3 separate regions of the Zea mays genome follow, and all the other regions are linked to region 1. The links are chromatin contacts, called in public Hi-C maps. All regions are on one chromosome and are shown on one strand. The core of a region is the stretch at or near the end of the contact, and the rest is flanking DNA. Distances in the headings are between cores, read along the strand shown. Region 1 holds the start of LOC103644017. Region 2 holds the start of LOC100283635 (strictosidine synthase). Region 3 holds the start of LOC100284570.

What was found. A called contact is a pair of places that touch in the nucleus more often than the background predicts.
Region 2: a Hi-C map of ear shows a contact between it and region 1, with 2.5 times the contacts expected there. The contact joins the promoter of LOC100283635 here to the promoter of LOC103644017 in region 1. A contact is called at or near these places in 2 of 25 Hi-C or Micro-C datasets (ear and leaf).
Region 3: a contact with region 1 is called in a Hi-C map of leaf, with 4 times the contacts expected there. The contact joins the promoter of LOC100284570 here to the promoter of LOC103644017 in region 1. A contact is called at or near these places in 2 of 25 Hi-C or Micro-C datasets (bundle sheath and leaf).

The regions. Positions count from the first base shown.
Region 1 is chr1:283,834,639-283,839,728 of Zm-B73-REFERENCE-NAM-5.0, reverse strand. LOC103644017 reads right to left here and starts at 2,385. Exons shown (of 5, transcript XM_008667207.3): 1 at 1,741-2,385; 2 at 133-1,624. The coding sequence starts at 1,527.
Region 2 is chr1:283,340,839-283,345,928 of Zm-B73-REFERENCE-NAM-5.0, reverse strand. It overlaps LOC100283635 (strictosidine synthase), which reads left to right and starts at 2,093. Exons shown (of 3, transcript NM_001156536.2): 1 at 2,093-2,870. The coding sequence starts at 2,254. It overlaps LOC542031, which reads left to right. Exons shown (of 12, transcript NM_001111676.2): 11 at 1-129; 12 at 268-856. The coding sequence ends at 474.
Region 3 is chr1:284,211,186-284,216,275 of Zm-B73-REFERENCE-NAM-5.0, reverse strand. It overlaps LOC100284570, which reads right to left and starts at 3,063. Exons shown (of 6, transcript NM_001370665.1): 1 at 2,733-3,063. The coding sequence starts at 2,797.

The DNA.
Region 1 (5,090 bases), core at 1,136-3,635:
AGGCAGGCATGAGCCCGCTACTGCTGAAATCACATCGAACACAGCATGTTGAATGTTATGTTCCCAGACTCATGCATGGCAACACATTTCTAGTAAAGTTTAACATCAATTCAAAGTAGCAAAATAATGTACCTGTATTTGTAATTGCCGATGTCTTGAAGCCCATTCCTCCTCTGCTGCTCGCTTGTACTCAACAGATTCTTTGTGTTTTTCACGTTCACCGATCACTGAAGCAAACCGCCCTAATTCCTCAGGATCCTGAAGCAAATCCTTACCCTTGGCCAGACCATTATCTTGAGCAGAATAAAAAATTGTGTTGTAGGAAGCTTCAGGTGGTGATGGATACTTTTGTGAATATACATCATCAGGTATTGTCTCATCAACCTTTTCAGGAGTACTGACAAAAATTGGAGGACTTCCATCGTTCCTATCCACTGACCAGATTCCAGAAAAAAACCTATTTGCAGGAGCGAAGTTATAGGCAGAGCTTTCATCAGGGCGAGGTAATTGAACCCCTCTTGAAGCTTTTTCAGAACCAACCATTGAACATTCTTTGACATTTGGTGCTGAAAACTGGTCATGGTGATCCTTTGACCTGCCGGTATTATTTTGAAGACCTTCCTTACGGGCATCGCTAAAACTTTGAGATATGTTATCATTGAGATGGCATTCAGTAGGGATATCCTTTCCACTGCCATTTCGATTTTGTGCGCTTTCTCTACCATTTATACTGGAAAAATCTCCATTAGAGCATTCTTCAGTATTTGGCACAGAAGGGCCATGGACACCCTTTTCAGTGCCAGAACTGCTTTGAGCATGCCCAGGGCTTTCTTTTGTACTGTCACTACTATTTTGAGAGCCATACTTGCTTGCAGCACTGTAAAACCAAGACATACTCTCGTCTGGATGGCGTTCAGCACCAAAGAGATGCTCAGAGTATTTACCTGGTTGTGTCTCCAACCCAGCACATGACGCGAATGCAGTAGCACCACCATCCTCACACTCGTCGACACCATGAGGTGGCTTTTTTCTGGAAGCAGCCGTCTCCCACATCTCACGGGCTGTACCAGCCGTGTCATCCAAAATCTCACAATCAGAGCCGTCATCAGTGTCAGAGTCCCATCCTTTGGTCAAATTGCTCTCAGAGCTGTCATACGAGCAATCAAACCCATATCGGTTCCTGGGAGAACCCCGGCCTGGGGTCATCGCTACTGGAGACCCAGAGGCACAGGACATGCTAGGACCTGCTTTATCCCCTCTGGTACCATCTTTCTCATCTTCATCATCATCTATGTTGATCACATCACCAGAGAAGCCGCCCCCTTTCCTCGCTTCAGATCCTGGTGCCGCCGCCGCAGAAGGTGAACCTCGCGCAGCTGCGCGCTCCATAATGATAACATCACCATCATCGTCCTCATCGATGACCACCACGTTGCGAGGTGCGGGCTTGTGCGCAGGGAACACCCGCGTTCGCCGCGTCAGCGTGGGCCCCTGCTGAGGAGTGAAGCTGAACCGTCCCCACGACATGGCTAGCCCGGGGGCCCAAGACCGAGACGATCGCTGCTGCAGGCTGGCGGCTATAGCATGCCAAAACCCGCGACAGACTCAGGGTTCCACGGTGATCCTGCAGAGAAAACGGCAAGCTTGTATATTCAATCAAATGCGGTGGGGAAATGCGCAATCAGGAACCCTAAATCGCAGGAATGGGCGTGAAACAGCGGCGAAAAAGAGGAGACTTACCGTGGTAGCGACGTCGGCGGTTAGATTCGGGGAGGAATTGAATTTGGGAGACAAGACCCCAAATCCGCCGCCGCTTTGTCCTTCCCGTTGAGGAAGAAGAGAACGACGAGGACCAAGATGAGGTAGCCGCCGCCGTCCAGCAGCTGCCGCGACACCCAGACGCAACAAGACGAGATGACCGGCGCGGCGCAGTTGATGGCGAGGAAGACGACCCCGACGGCGGTGGCTGGAGGAGGCGGGCCCCACAGCCGCGTGCGAAGGTGGGCCCGGCGTCGGCGCAGGGAGGAGAAACGGCGGGACGAATGGAGCGCGTGGACGAGGAGCTTGCGGTGGAACAGAGGAGGAGCCCGACTGCGGCTAGGCGGCGGAGGCCTGGGCGGACGGATCCATGAGAAGAAGCGGACCGACGAGAAGTTGGAGAAAAACTCCATTCATATTGGTAGTTTCTTTCTTAAAAGTTAGAGGGAAACGTACCTGGTGCGCACAGTGTCATGTTTGATTTGCTGCCTAAATTGTCACATTTTAACTTTTATGCCTAAGATTAGTTCTTCAATTCGGACGACTAACCTTAGACAAAGTGTGACACGGTTAGCCACGAACCAAACAAACCTTAAATCTCTTTAGCTAGCCTTATACATGTACGTTACACCGCTGACACAATACACCAGTACGTGTTATAATGTTACGAGAAAAGATGTTGTAATCCATTTCTAGGTGAGTTGCTCTTGTACTGTTATGGTTTTTATATATCACATAGTTAGATCTTGTTTAAGCAATATAATTTACGTCTATTTTAGCAGCAATCTAACTAATGCATTATAGCATTTCTTAAGGTACATTTTATCGAAGAATGAATGGACCGTGGGCTGAAGCTTGATGTGTTAATCTCGATAGTAGCTGATTGGAGGCCATTAAGTAATGAAGACAGAAAGAAGCGGCAAAGGAAAAGCTAGCATAATTAAAATATTGGGTTGCAGACATGCTCGATCACAAAACCAACCAAACCATCAGTCATTAAACAACATATATAGCTAGTACATCATCATAGAGAGAAAACCTCCGTACATGTTCAAAGTTATGTTTTCCACGACAAATGTTTCCGAGACACCGGGTAGCATGAGGAAACAATATTAACAGCTTTGTAACTATATAAAAATTCCTAACAAACTAAAATACAATAAATTTAAGACAACTTTGGTTGCATAGACATATAAAATTAAATTAGAAAGGAACATTTGGATAGAATACGGAGAAAATATCCCTGAAGGCGCATAGCCAAAGAATAGATCAACCAAACTACTGCAAATTTATGACTAAAAGATCACTGAGATTGACTTTCTTGAAGAACACAATAATACTGATGTGAATATGTGATGCAACTTAATCACAGTAGTAAAATTACATTTGATATTGTATTTGGTAAAAAAATGTGTTCAAAGTTTAGAGTCAACAACTAAACTCAGGTGTTACAATGTACAACGGGCCTTACTATTCAGACTTTTAATATAAAAACTCATGACAGACTATTAATATAAAAACTCATGACAGGTATAATACTCAAACAATCATAAGCAATGTGTATATGAATTTTAGACATAATGATGCCTATCACCTGCTTTAGTATTCAGGCTGACTCCAACAATATCCGGTAAACCGATCTGTACGCTAAATTTAGCGTTCGGTACATGCGCTATCCGCTCCAACAACGTCCGCTAAGAGGTTCGCTAATTTAGAGGAGCCCCCTGACAGCCGCTAAAGGTGGAGAATCGTTGTTCATCCGCTATCTGTCCTTCGCATCGTCCAAGGAGGAGTTGCAACACACTGTGACGCACAGCCAGCCACCACCACGCCATGGCCTTCGGAGCTTTCGTTGGAGACTGCGGCAGCACAGAGCACCTCGACCATGCTATCCCCCATCACCGTGCAGGCCAGCGTCGTCGCAAGTCATCTGGCGCCCACACACATCGCGACAGCCATCTAGCAAGTCAGCTCGCGCCATGGAGGAGGAAAGACGACCGATGCCTGGGAGAAGGAGCACGTGGCTGCGTGTCGTGGAGGAGGAAAGACGACCGACTGTCATTCGTCGGCCGTCTCCTCTGCGACCGTGCACTTCGCCGAGTTGCCGAACACGAGCTCAAGGCGGTATGGAACGCGCTCGTCATGCTGCTCTTCCCTGCTCGCAGGCGCAGCGCCGCCGGGGATGGCCAAGGCCATGCAGGCACCACCGCTCGCCATTGAGGTCATGCTGGACCTTCCATCCCCTGCTCCATCCTCGAACTCGTGTGGCAGCCGAAGTTTGAATCAGCTCTCGTGTAGCAGGCAATGCAGGCGATGCCGAGGATGACACGCAGATGGTGCTCGACGATATGCTCAAGCCGGCGTAGCACTACTCTGTTCTTTTTTCATCCGCCTTTTCTTCTCTGGCACGATGTTAGATGATGGTCCTCACTCGTTCTAGTGGGTTCGAGTAGATACTGAGAAAATAAAATTAATTATGTCTTTGTACGATTAATCCTAGTGAAATAAAAGAAAAAACATTGAATAAATATTGTAGTTTATGGATTCTGTTAATACTGTAGATATAGAGGACGAAATTTAGAGAACATTGCTGGAGATGAAGAAAATTTAGAGGGTGAAATTTTTTAGAGTGTTCTGTAAAGGACAGAGAATATTCCTTTAGAGGATGGAATTTAGGGGACGCTGCTGGAGACAGTCTCAGACTATTAACAGAAACTCATGACATAATGACCAAAAAATATTAACATACAAACATGGACATAATGTTGTTTAGGAATTTCAGACATATATAGAGGACAAATAGAGGAATTTCAGACAACGAACAATTATCATCTTCAATGGGCTAGAGCTCAGATTCTTAATACATGAACTTATCATCTAAAAGTGCCTCTAGTAGTGTTGCCTTAGTTTAAAAGCAGTAATATGACATCGAGAGGAGAGGAGAGGAGAGAAGAGATGAAATAAACAAATAACTACTGCTTTCCATGTAAACTCACAAAATTATATATATTTCAATCCCATGGAGAGACGAGGGGAGGAGAGCTACAAACATCAATCCTGTTCTGTTTCTCCTTTCAGGCCTAAACCGTATGCAACACCAGCTTCATCCAAGAAACCAACAACCTGTAACATATCCCTTATTATCCCACCTATTACAAACTTGTCATTAAAATTAAATTCACTACTCATTAATATTATCTCGATCAACATGTTATATTAAGATATATTGAGATATACATGAATAATTTTCATTCTATACTTTTATTACCATCTTTTAAATATTAAAGAGGTTTGCATATCTTAAAAATATATACGTATGTGCCTATGCTTTG
Region 2 (5,090 bases), core at 844-3,343, 490 kb after region 1:
GGGAATTTGGATCCAAAGAAAGGTGGTGTTGGCTTAGATTCTCCTAAAACTACAGGACTTACAAGTGTTAAGCAGTGGGATGACTGGGATATAGTTGGTCTTCCTGGGGCGGAGCTATTAAGTGCTAGCGTAAGTGCATTTCAAATCCAAGAACCCTGTCTGGTGACTGGTGATCCCATTTGGGCATATTAGTATTGTGACCTTGTTCATACCTTCTATGTTTGTTACAGTAAGGCATGACCATCTTTTTTTTTTTTTTAATTTCAGGAAAAGCTTCTATGTTGCCAGAACAGACTGCTACCCAGTCATTACCTGAGAATGCAGGAGGTGCTGATGCAGGAGATATTCAAGGGTAGTGTCCTAAAGAAGGAAGACGCACACGTCTTGTTTAAGGTTGATCCTACCAAAGTAGATAGTGTTTATGATATGGTAACAAAAAAGCTGGGCAACCATGTGGAGTTGCCTACGGTCTAGCTTATGCCTTTGGGCTTGCCTGCTGTGACATGCCGAAGAAAACAAGTCTTGGTTTCGCCCCTTGCAGCGTGTCTGAACCATAGCTGAAGGTGGAACTGTACTAGATCAAATCGGCCATAGTTAACTGAAATTCGTATCAGTTGTCAGAAGCACAATAAGGCATTCCAGCCAAGTTGTAAAATTATTGCCCTTAGCAGAATGTGTAGCGTGAGTTGTCATTTCCTTTCTGCCATTGTTGTGCACTGTTTCAGCTGTGGTAGTGCCTTGTAGTAGGTATAGGTGCCTGAGTTTATATGTATCATCGTGTATGTACCATTGGGAGCTCAATTATATGCCATTGTACCAACCCCAGACATTGATTATTACAATTCATCTAGCAGCCAGATTCTTGTCTCTAATGGAATGCATGGCGTCAATATATTTTTTTTTCTGTTGGTTTGGTTGATGAGCAGAACCTCGAACTGTTCTTGGGTGTACCTGCCACTTGTTCTGACTTTGCAGCTAACATACAGGGACGCTTCTCCTGAAATTGTATATCAGTCAAGGACGCATCTCATCATAAAACTAGCTTGGCTGCCAATCCTAGCACTTTTAGGGTTCTTCTAGAATGGTTCCAGGCTTCCAGCCTCCAGCTCTGTTTCTGAAACGGCTCCGGCTCTTTTCGGTAGTAATTTTTTCCCGACTCACCGATCCGTTAGGAGATTAAATTATCTTCTATTTAATTTTGATTAGAAAGCGATTTAATCTTCTCTAATTCCTTCAATCTCTCTAACCGAACAAGCCCCTCATGGATCTATCTATTTTTCTAGTCACCAAATTAGTCTTTAATCATCACCAAATTAGTCTTTAATCACCAGAAATATTAGAGAGAATATAAGTTTCCAAACTAGTCTTAGGGGCCGTTCGGTTGTACCGGAATAAGCCAGGATTTATTCCAGCTCATCAAAATCTATATAAATTAGAGAAGTAATCTGGCTAGGAATTAATCCGGGTGCTCCAATTCCAAACAACCGAACATGACTTTAATGGTAAAGGACACTGTTCCATTATAGTTAGCGGGTGTTTAATTTCTAGAGACTAATTTTTAGTTTTTCTATTTTATTTTATTTTAGTTCTTAAATTATTAATATAAGGACTGAAACATGTATTATCTCTATTCTAGTATGTGTGTTTATTAATTTAGGAACTAAAAAGAATAAAATGGAGGGAATACCTTAAAGACCCTTTAGAATGCATGATTTTTATAAGAAGCATGTAATTTTGAAAAAAAATACAGGAAATAAAATTATATCATATTGTAGTGTTGGTGTTGGACATGCTTTGTAAAAAAATATTCGTGTTAGTATTCTTGTTAGCCCATCCACCTCACACGAAAGGACATGTAGGGCGGGTGTGTGTGATCGGTGGCGTGGCAGGCATGGAGGACTGACGGCGATGCGTGAATGCGTGATGCTGATGCTTGGCGCGGAAGCATGTGAGGGATCCATGGGGTAGTTGACATGTGCGGAGCGCACAGGAGGCAGCGAGCGACCTTGTTGGCCGTGCACAGCGCACCCAGGCCAGTTTCCGCCGCGAAATATACAAAAGCCCCGGGCCCCGGCAGCCGCGGCGCGTCGAAGTGATGACCCCTCGTTCCATCCGTCCTCACTGAGCGGCAGCAAAGCACGCCGTGCCATTCCCATCACTAAGCGCTTGCGCGCGGCGGAGAAACCCAAGCGAAGCCCCGCAAGAGCGAGGCGAGGGAGAGTGGGGCGAGTGGGTGAGCCGCTGGCTAGCGGGATGGCGTCGCCGGGGGTGGTGGCCGCGGCGCTGCTGGTGGCGGTCCTGGCGGCATTCTGTGGCACGGATCCGCTGCGGATGGGCAGCATGGCGGGCTTCCCGGGGTTCGAGGCGCACTTCGTCGACCTCCCCGATCCCGCCGAGATGCCGCCGCACGCGGACGAGCGGGAGCGGCTCCGCGGGGCCGAGGTGCGGTTCCGCGGCGATGTGCAGGGTCCCGAGAGTGTCGCCTTCGACCCTCAGGGTCGCGGCCCGTACACGGGCGTCGCCGACGGCCGGGTCGTCTTCTGGGACGGCGAGCGGTGGGTCCCCTTCGCGACTGCCTCCCCGCGCTGGACGCAGGAGCTCTGCGGCGGGCCTAAAGCCTCGCCGGTGGAGTACCTCCCCAACGAGCACATCTGCGGCCGCCCGCTCGGGCTCCGCTTCGATAAGAAGACCGGGGACCTGTACATCGCCGACGCCTACTTCGGATTGCTTAAGGTCGGTCCCGAAGGCGGGCTGGCCACGCCGCTCGCAACGGAGGCCGAGGGCGTGCGCCTCAACTTCACCAACGACCTCGATCTCGACGACGAGGGCAATGTGTACTTCACGGACTCCAGCATCCACTACCAGAGACGGTCTGTGATGACATGCCCTCGCTCTCTTCCCTCTGCTTTGCGTGCTTGGATGGATGCTCACTTGAAACTTGATTCCTACTGACCACGGGGTAGGTGATCGGGAACATCACGAATCCACGATCCTGACATTAGGTTGGAACTTGGAAGGTCGTCTGCTTGGATTACTTTACTTTGTTTACCTTCACTCATCCTAATTGAAGTGTCAGCAAACATTATTTATATGCTACAAACGATACTCACCTCACACGTGTATTTGTTTTATAAAAAAATAGGCATTATGCTATGATCTGTCAGATCTCTTCAGCACATCATGTTTCACATCAGGGGTACAGTCACATACTTTCCTAATGAATAAACTGAAGATGGAGAATATAAAAACCCAAAATGGACCAATTCTTTCTTTGAGGGCTACAGTCCTACTCTTTTTTTAACAAACCAGGCGGGAGAGCTGCCGATTATAGTAATAAAAAGAAGCGGTCCGGACCGGACTAAACAACAAACAACAGACGGTTGGATTGTGACATCAACGCGCCGACACCATACAACTCAACTCGCCGGTTGGATTGAGAAATCAACACGGCACCACACTCACCGCCGACACAGTGTCCAAACAACACAAGCAGCGGCAACCCCACACGAGAGCACGCAAAACTGCTAAGGGTCATCGTTGTCAAGCAAGGATGCAGAGCATCCAGCAACTCCGACTTCCCAAAGCAGCCGACATGCGAAACAAACGAAAAGCAGACATACAGCCCGAAGCGAAAGGTCTCGATAGGTCATCGTTGTCGGGCTCAAGGCACAGAGCAGCTCCGACTTCCAATCTTGACCCTCCGCCCTGCCTCCGGAATTTGCCTAACCTTCGAAACAAACTGGACCACAAAGAAGGGAGGTTCGTCTCATGTTATCGTTGCCGAGGCACATCCCCTGACGTAGCAGCTCCGACTTCACGATGCAAAACCCCACCTCCACCCGCATACCAGGCGCCGAGAAGCGAAGCAACAGCCGAAGGCAAAGCCGTGGCCGAGGCGTACTTCAGAAGTGACGCCTTCAGGAATGGAGTAACGTCACCGTGACGCCACCGTCGCCTGTCCGCGATGGACCGGGCTTTCACCCAAGGAAGATAGCACTGGGGATGCGACGCCCTTAGGAGGGGAAGCGGCGCCCATGGGCGTCACCGTCGCCGAGACTTTCGCCCAAGAGCCCCCAGCACAGTGTCTGGCCGAAACCTCGAGACACCGCAAGCTGCCTCCGTCGTTGCCGCTGCCCCGCCGTCCCGCACAGAGATGAAGATTATTGGGGCCGCCGCCACAACCACCATCTAGCGCTAGCCCGAGCCACTAGCCGACGTTGTCGCGGATGAGTGGAGGTCCCGCCTCCGCCATTCAGGCCGACTGCGCAGGCCTGCCGACGCACCAACGCCGAACACCACTCTGGCACATGCGCTGGTCCGGGACCAACCTGCCGGCGCCTCCGATGGTTGGCACGCGGAGGCCGCCAACCTCGCGCGCACCAGATTCCAGCCCTCCGCGCGCGGCGCCGCTCCCTGCCCTGGGGGCGACAGACAGCATCGTCTCCGCGCCTGCGACCCACTGCCGGCCACATGCCCCCTTGCTGCGCGGGCACCCAGCCAGGACCCGCATCCCCCGGATGTGCCATACAAACGCCTCGCTCTTTGCCGCCAGGATGCCGCCGAGGCCCTGGCCAGCCCAGCCGCGCTGGCGAAGGGTCGCCGTCCCACACGCGCCGTTGCCACCTCCTGGTAACCCGACTAGATCCGGGCAGACGCGACCAAACCAAAGCAAAATCGCCCCGCCGCCACCTTCCTTGGGGCCACGCGGACATCCGGCGGCGCTCTCCGGTGACGGCGAGGTGGGATGGAGTGGAGGGAGGGGCCGGTGGCGGCTAGGGTTTCGGCCGCCCGTGTCGCCCGGGAGGAGGCGACCGAGCGGCTTATGTGGAGGAGTAACCTTCTTTTTCCAAGGGAGGAGGCAACCGTGTCGCCCGGGAGGAGTCCTACTCTTTTACTAGTTCTAGTGTCATACAAGGTTCTCCAACCATTCTACTTCATTGTATAGCACCTGGTTTAGTGACTATTATGACTTAGACTGTTATATTGGGAAAACTTATGGGGTGTTTGAATGCACTAGAGATAATAGTTAGTTGGCTAAAAATTTGCTAGTAGAATTAGCTAGCTAACAAATAACTAGCTAACTAGTAGCT
Region 3 (5,090 bases), core at 1,814-4,313, 380 kb before region 1:
CAAAAGGCATCACTCGAAACTGATAATGGCCATGATGTGTTTTAAAAGCAGTCTTGTATTCATCCTCAGCTCCCATTCTGATTTGATGATAGCCTGCTGTCATATCGAGACTAGTAAAATATTGGGCACCAGCTAATTCATCCAGTATCTCATCCATCATAGGCATAGGGAATCTATTCTTTATAGTCATTCCATTTAACTTCCTGTAACCTATACAGAACCTCCAGCTGCCATCTTTTTTTGCACAAGTAATACTGGGGAAGCAAAAGGACTTACACTAGGGACTATCAACCCAGCTGCTAACAGTTCAGTAATTTGCTTCTCAATCTCAGTTGTGAGCTGGAGAGTATCTATAAGGCCTTGCGTTTACTGGAATAGACCCTGGCAACAGAGGAATGTGATGGTCATAAGGTCTGACTGGAGGCAATCCCGAAGGCATAGCAAAAACATCTTCAAATTCCCTTAGAATCTCCTGTAGATCTGTATCAATTTTCCCAACTGTTTCTTCTGAAACCTGCTCCAGAAGCACAAACACCCAAACTTCCTCTCCCTTCATCCATTTCTCCAGCTGCAACACAGATACTTGTTGCACTTCCTGCATCTCTCTTGCATCACCCTGCAACCTCACCTTCTTTCCTTGATCAGTAAAGATTAACACCTTGTTAATCCAGTCACACTCCATAGGACTGTAGGCTTTCAGCCGATCATACCCTAGGATCACATCATATGCTTCCAAATCTAGCACCCTCATAGCAGTGCTGTACAGGTGCCCCCAGATCTCCACACTACTTCCTTAACCCTTTTGTCACTGATCATAGCTGCTCCATTTGCCATCTTAACTCGCACAGTTGAGCAATCTTCAGTGATCAACCCCAACTTTGCTACAATTCGCTGACTGATAAAGGTTGCAGAACTACCAGAATCAATCAACATGACCAACATCTGATCCTGAATCAGAGCTTGGACCCTCATGCATCCATCACATTCTGTGCACTGATAGCATTCCAGGATAATTGATGTAACTCCTCCACTCACTTCTCCTCATGCTCCAACTTCTGCAACACTTCATCAGTCAAAATCATACCCATATCTTCCACTGTCAGATTATGCAGTTGAGTTACCAACCTCTTGGGACATTTTGCTTGATGGCCTGGTTCAAATTTATCACCACAGATAAAACACAACCCATTTGCTCTTCTGTAGTCTCTCAACTGCCTCTCCTTGCTCAACTCAGGATACAATGTTCCTGCCCTATTATCTCCCCTTACTCCTGTAACCTGAGTTTTCAGAGCCAGCCCCTTTTGATGCTTCATTCTATTCTTCTCTGAAATCTCCTGATACACCTTGGCCAACCTCTTCGTCTTATCCACTGTCTTAGGCATCTGAGCCATGACCTGAGTTTGAATTTCAGGTTTCAGCCCCCTGATATAGTGTCACAAAGAAAGTCTCATCCAACTCAGAATTATGCAAAGTAGTGACATATCTGATATCATCAAAGGCTTGAGAGTATTCCTCCACTCCTTGTTGCTGAGTCACATTGACTAAATCTCTCATAGCTTGAGGATATTCGCCTACTCCGAACTTCTCCCTAACTGCCTGTGTAAACTGCCCCCAATCACACAATCCATGTTTCAACTTATACACCTGCAGCCACCTTGACGCATTCCCCTCATGTGCATAAAAGCCGAACTCGCCCACATTCACTCCGGCACCTAATAGACATTGAAGTAATCTACACATCGATCAAACCATATTCCTGGATCACTGCCCTGAAATTTGGGGAATGTCCACTTCGGAAATGGGCCTGTCCTACCCTCTCTTCCTCCACCCCACTGCTCCCTACGATCTCTTCCACGCTCCATTCCTCCACCCCGATCATCCCATCGAGGAGCACACATCTCTCGCTCAGAGTTTGTTTCGTTACCTTCCAAGTCCTTCGCCTGCAACTCCAGTCGCAGCTGTGCAATGGTTCTCTCGTTTTCCTCCATTTGTCGAGCCATCAGTGCTCGATCTTCCTCCGCTTTCTTCTGTCCAATCTCCATGGTTTCCATCTTCCAGTCAACCGCTCCACCGCCAGCATCATCCGCTCCCAACGCTCCTCCCTTTTTTGCTCCACGCCTGCCACTGCTTCTAGGATCAGCCACGTCTGAACGGATGGCTTCGTGGACGGCGCCGTGATGACCACCCTCCGAGGATCAACAGCTCCGATACCACTTGTGATGACCCTTGGCCACAGCGGCGGATCGCCGGGCGTGAGTTGCTTGCGGAACGACGACGACAACGCCGACGGGGACCAGGTGAGTTTGTTCAGGTATCTGTTTCTATTTTATTTCATATCCTCCTCTCAACAACTCATTACAGTATTTATAGATCTCGAATTCAACTACTAATACGGCTAATGCCCTGGATAATCCATCTATTACAGCCCAAAGAAATATTAATACGGCCCAAGCACTAATACCCGAAGAACTCAACTAATACTCCATACCTGCTGATCAATTCCACCATACTCGCCGACGCACCACCTTGGGTCATCACAGAGCATGAACAGAGATGTCAAATCCTCAAACGACAATTCCTAAACCTAGGCGATAAAGCCGATTCGGACTAGGGCGGAGGACACTGTTCAATGGTCGGAGCTAAATCTCTAGGAGACTAGGACGGACCGCGGGAAAGGGGGGAATCGGCACGAAATGGAAACCTATAAAATTACAAGACGGATAGTTGCTTACTTATCCCAGTTGATCTCCGTCTGGTGGAGCGACGGGATCTTGGCGGCCCTAGATGTTGTATCCATGGCCGCGCCGCTCAAATCCTCCCCTCCACCAATCCGCGACCCCCGAGGTGACAACCGAAGGGGGCGCCGGAGGCGTGACGTCGACTCGAATCGGCAAGAATGGCGGGCGGGCGAGCGGGCAGGCTGGCTGCGAGTGTGGTTGGCTTGCCCCCCGTTTTCTCTACCCACTTTCGTGCTCTTTTTGTCCACAACAACTCAGCAAGAACAGCGGAGAGAGCATGTGTTCCTTCCTCGCCTCTTCGGTTTTGTTGGAGGGCGTCGCCGCGTCGATGGCGTCAGCCGTCAGGACTTGGGGACGCTCCTTTCTTGGGCCCAAAGGCAAAATGAGAGAATAGTGCTTTTTCCTAACAGCGACATCGTTGTTGGGCTCGGAGGCCAAGCCCGTTTGCCTTTGCTTTATGACGAATGAACAGGTGAACTCGTTCCCTTCAGGCTTGAGTCCTTGACGCTGCAGTTTATACTGCTTCGTACTCGAATATTTGTGGTATGTTAGTTTATTTTTAAACTAATAAAATACAATAAATAAAAAATAAAGAAGGAATATAACCTTAACCAGTAAATTGTAGCTAGTATAGTGTCTGTATGTGGCTACGGTTTTTATTTATCATATATTTAAGTATAAAATATAAAACACAAAGACATGTGTGTTTGAAGCTACAACTATCATGTTAATCCTTGTTTATGTATAATTTTAGATTTTTTTATCAAGAGAAGAGAGAGGTAAACGAAAGGAGGATGATGGGAACCAATGCTTTATATAATAGAGACTAGTATAATGTCGTATTGTGTGTAAACCCTAAACAACGCATTAAGGAAGTTAGTTAGTTCTTATGTTACTTGGAAAATTATATTAAAATTTATTAAGTTGTGTTTTGTTGATGAGACATGCTAATTTAAACAAATGATATATATATATATATATATATATATATATATATATATATATATATATATATATATATATATATATATATAATGATAATAATTATTTTTATAAAATGGTGAATGCATTCATACTGAGAGACTTTTTATTTGTGCATTTGATTTGTGGCCAAAATTCATAATCAAGTTTGAATTTAAAATCTTGAAATTTGATAGGGGAATTGATTTAAATGGAAATAGGAAAACAGAAAAGAAAAAAAAGAAAGAGAATGAACCTACCTGGGCCGAAACACACCCTCTCGCCCATTACCTCACGCCATCCCCCGCGCGCCGACAGGTGGACCTGCATGGGCAGTGACTCGGTCCCTGTGGCCCTGGCACACGTGTGGTCACCATGCGCTGACGCACGGGCCCCGATGGGCAGCCCCTCGTGCAGTGTTGTGGCTGGCACATGGGACCCACCTGTCAGTTGCTCTCGCTGAGCATGTCGAATCCCTCTTTTGCTTGGACCTACCAAACCGTATCGCAGCGCGCTTGCTGGGCCTCTAGCGCGTGGGGCTGTTCGGTTAGACTACCTCTAACAGGGACCTGTAAATGGTTCTGTCCTCTAAAATATAGAGGATGCATGCAACTTTTTGTCTTCAACAAGAGACTGTAAAGAATCCTCTAAATTTTAGAGCACGCCATGCATCCGCTAGAAATAGAAGACGTACGGTTCTACTCTATACACTGTGCTTATTTATTGTGTTTGCTCGTTCACGTGCACATGACTGGTAAAAATCAATATAGAATGTGAAATATAGTACACTGTTGATATAGAGGATGAAATTTAGAGGACATTGCTGGAGATGGAGAAAATATAGAGAACCGAATCTTTTAGAGAGTATTGTAAAGGACAGAGAATATTCTTTTAGAGGACGAAATTTAGGGGACGTTGCTAGGGACAGTCTTAGGCCCCCTGTACATATTCCCCATAACAACTCAGCCGCAATGAGCGCCGCCGCCGCGCGATTCTAGCTAGCCGGGTGCAACCGACCTAGCTGGACTATAAACCTGTGCGCCTGGTATTCCTCCCCTCCTTTTTTCCTTGAGTAGACCCAATACACATCACGACGCCGAGAGAGAACAGGGAGCCAGGGTGGGGGGAATCGACCCCCGTGAGCCATCCCTGCCTCGCCATCGTTGCGGCCTCGGTTGGCACTTGCGGGTTGTCAGCGAGGGATCATAGAAGAGCCCTCGGGACTCATTCGTGCATGGGCGGTCTTGCGTGGCCAAAATTGCTCATCGGGGCAAGGAATTCGTCGCCGTCTGCTTGTTGTTGTGGACAGGGATCTTCACAGCACCGTTTCTAGTAAGACAATTTCCATTGCATTCGCCTTTCCCTAGGGTTCGTGTAGATGCCCTCGGTTTC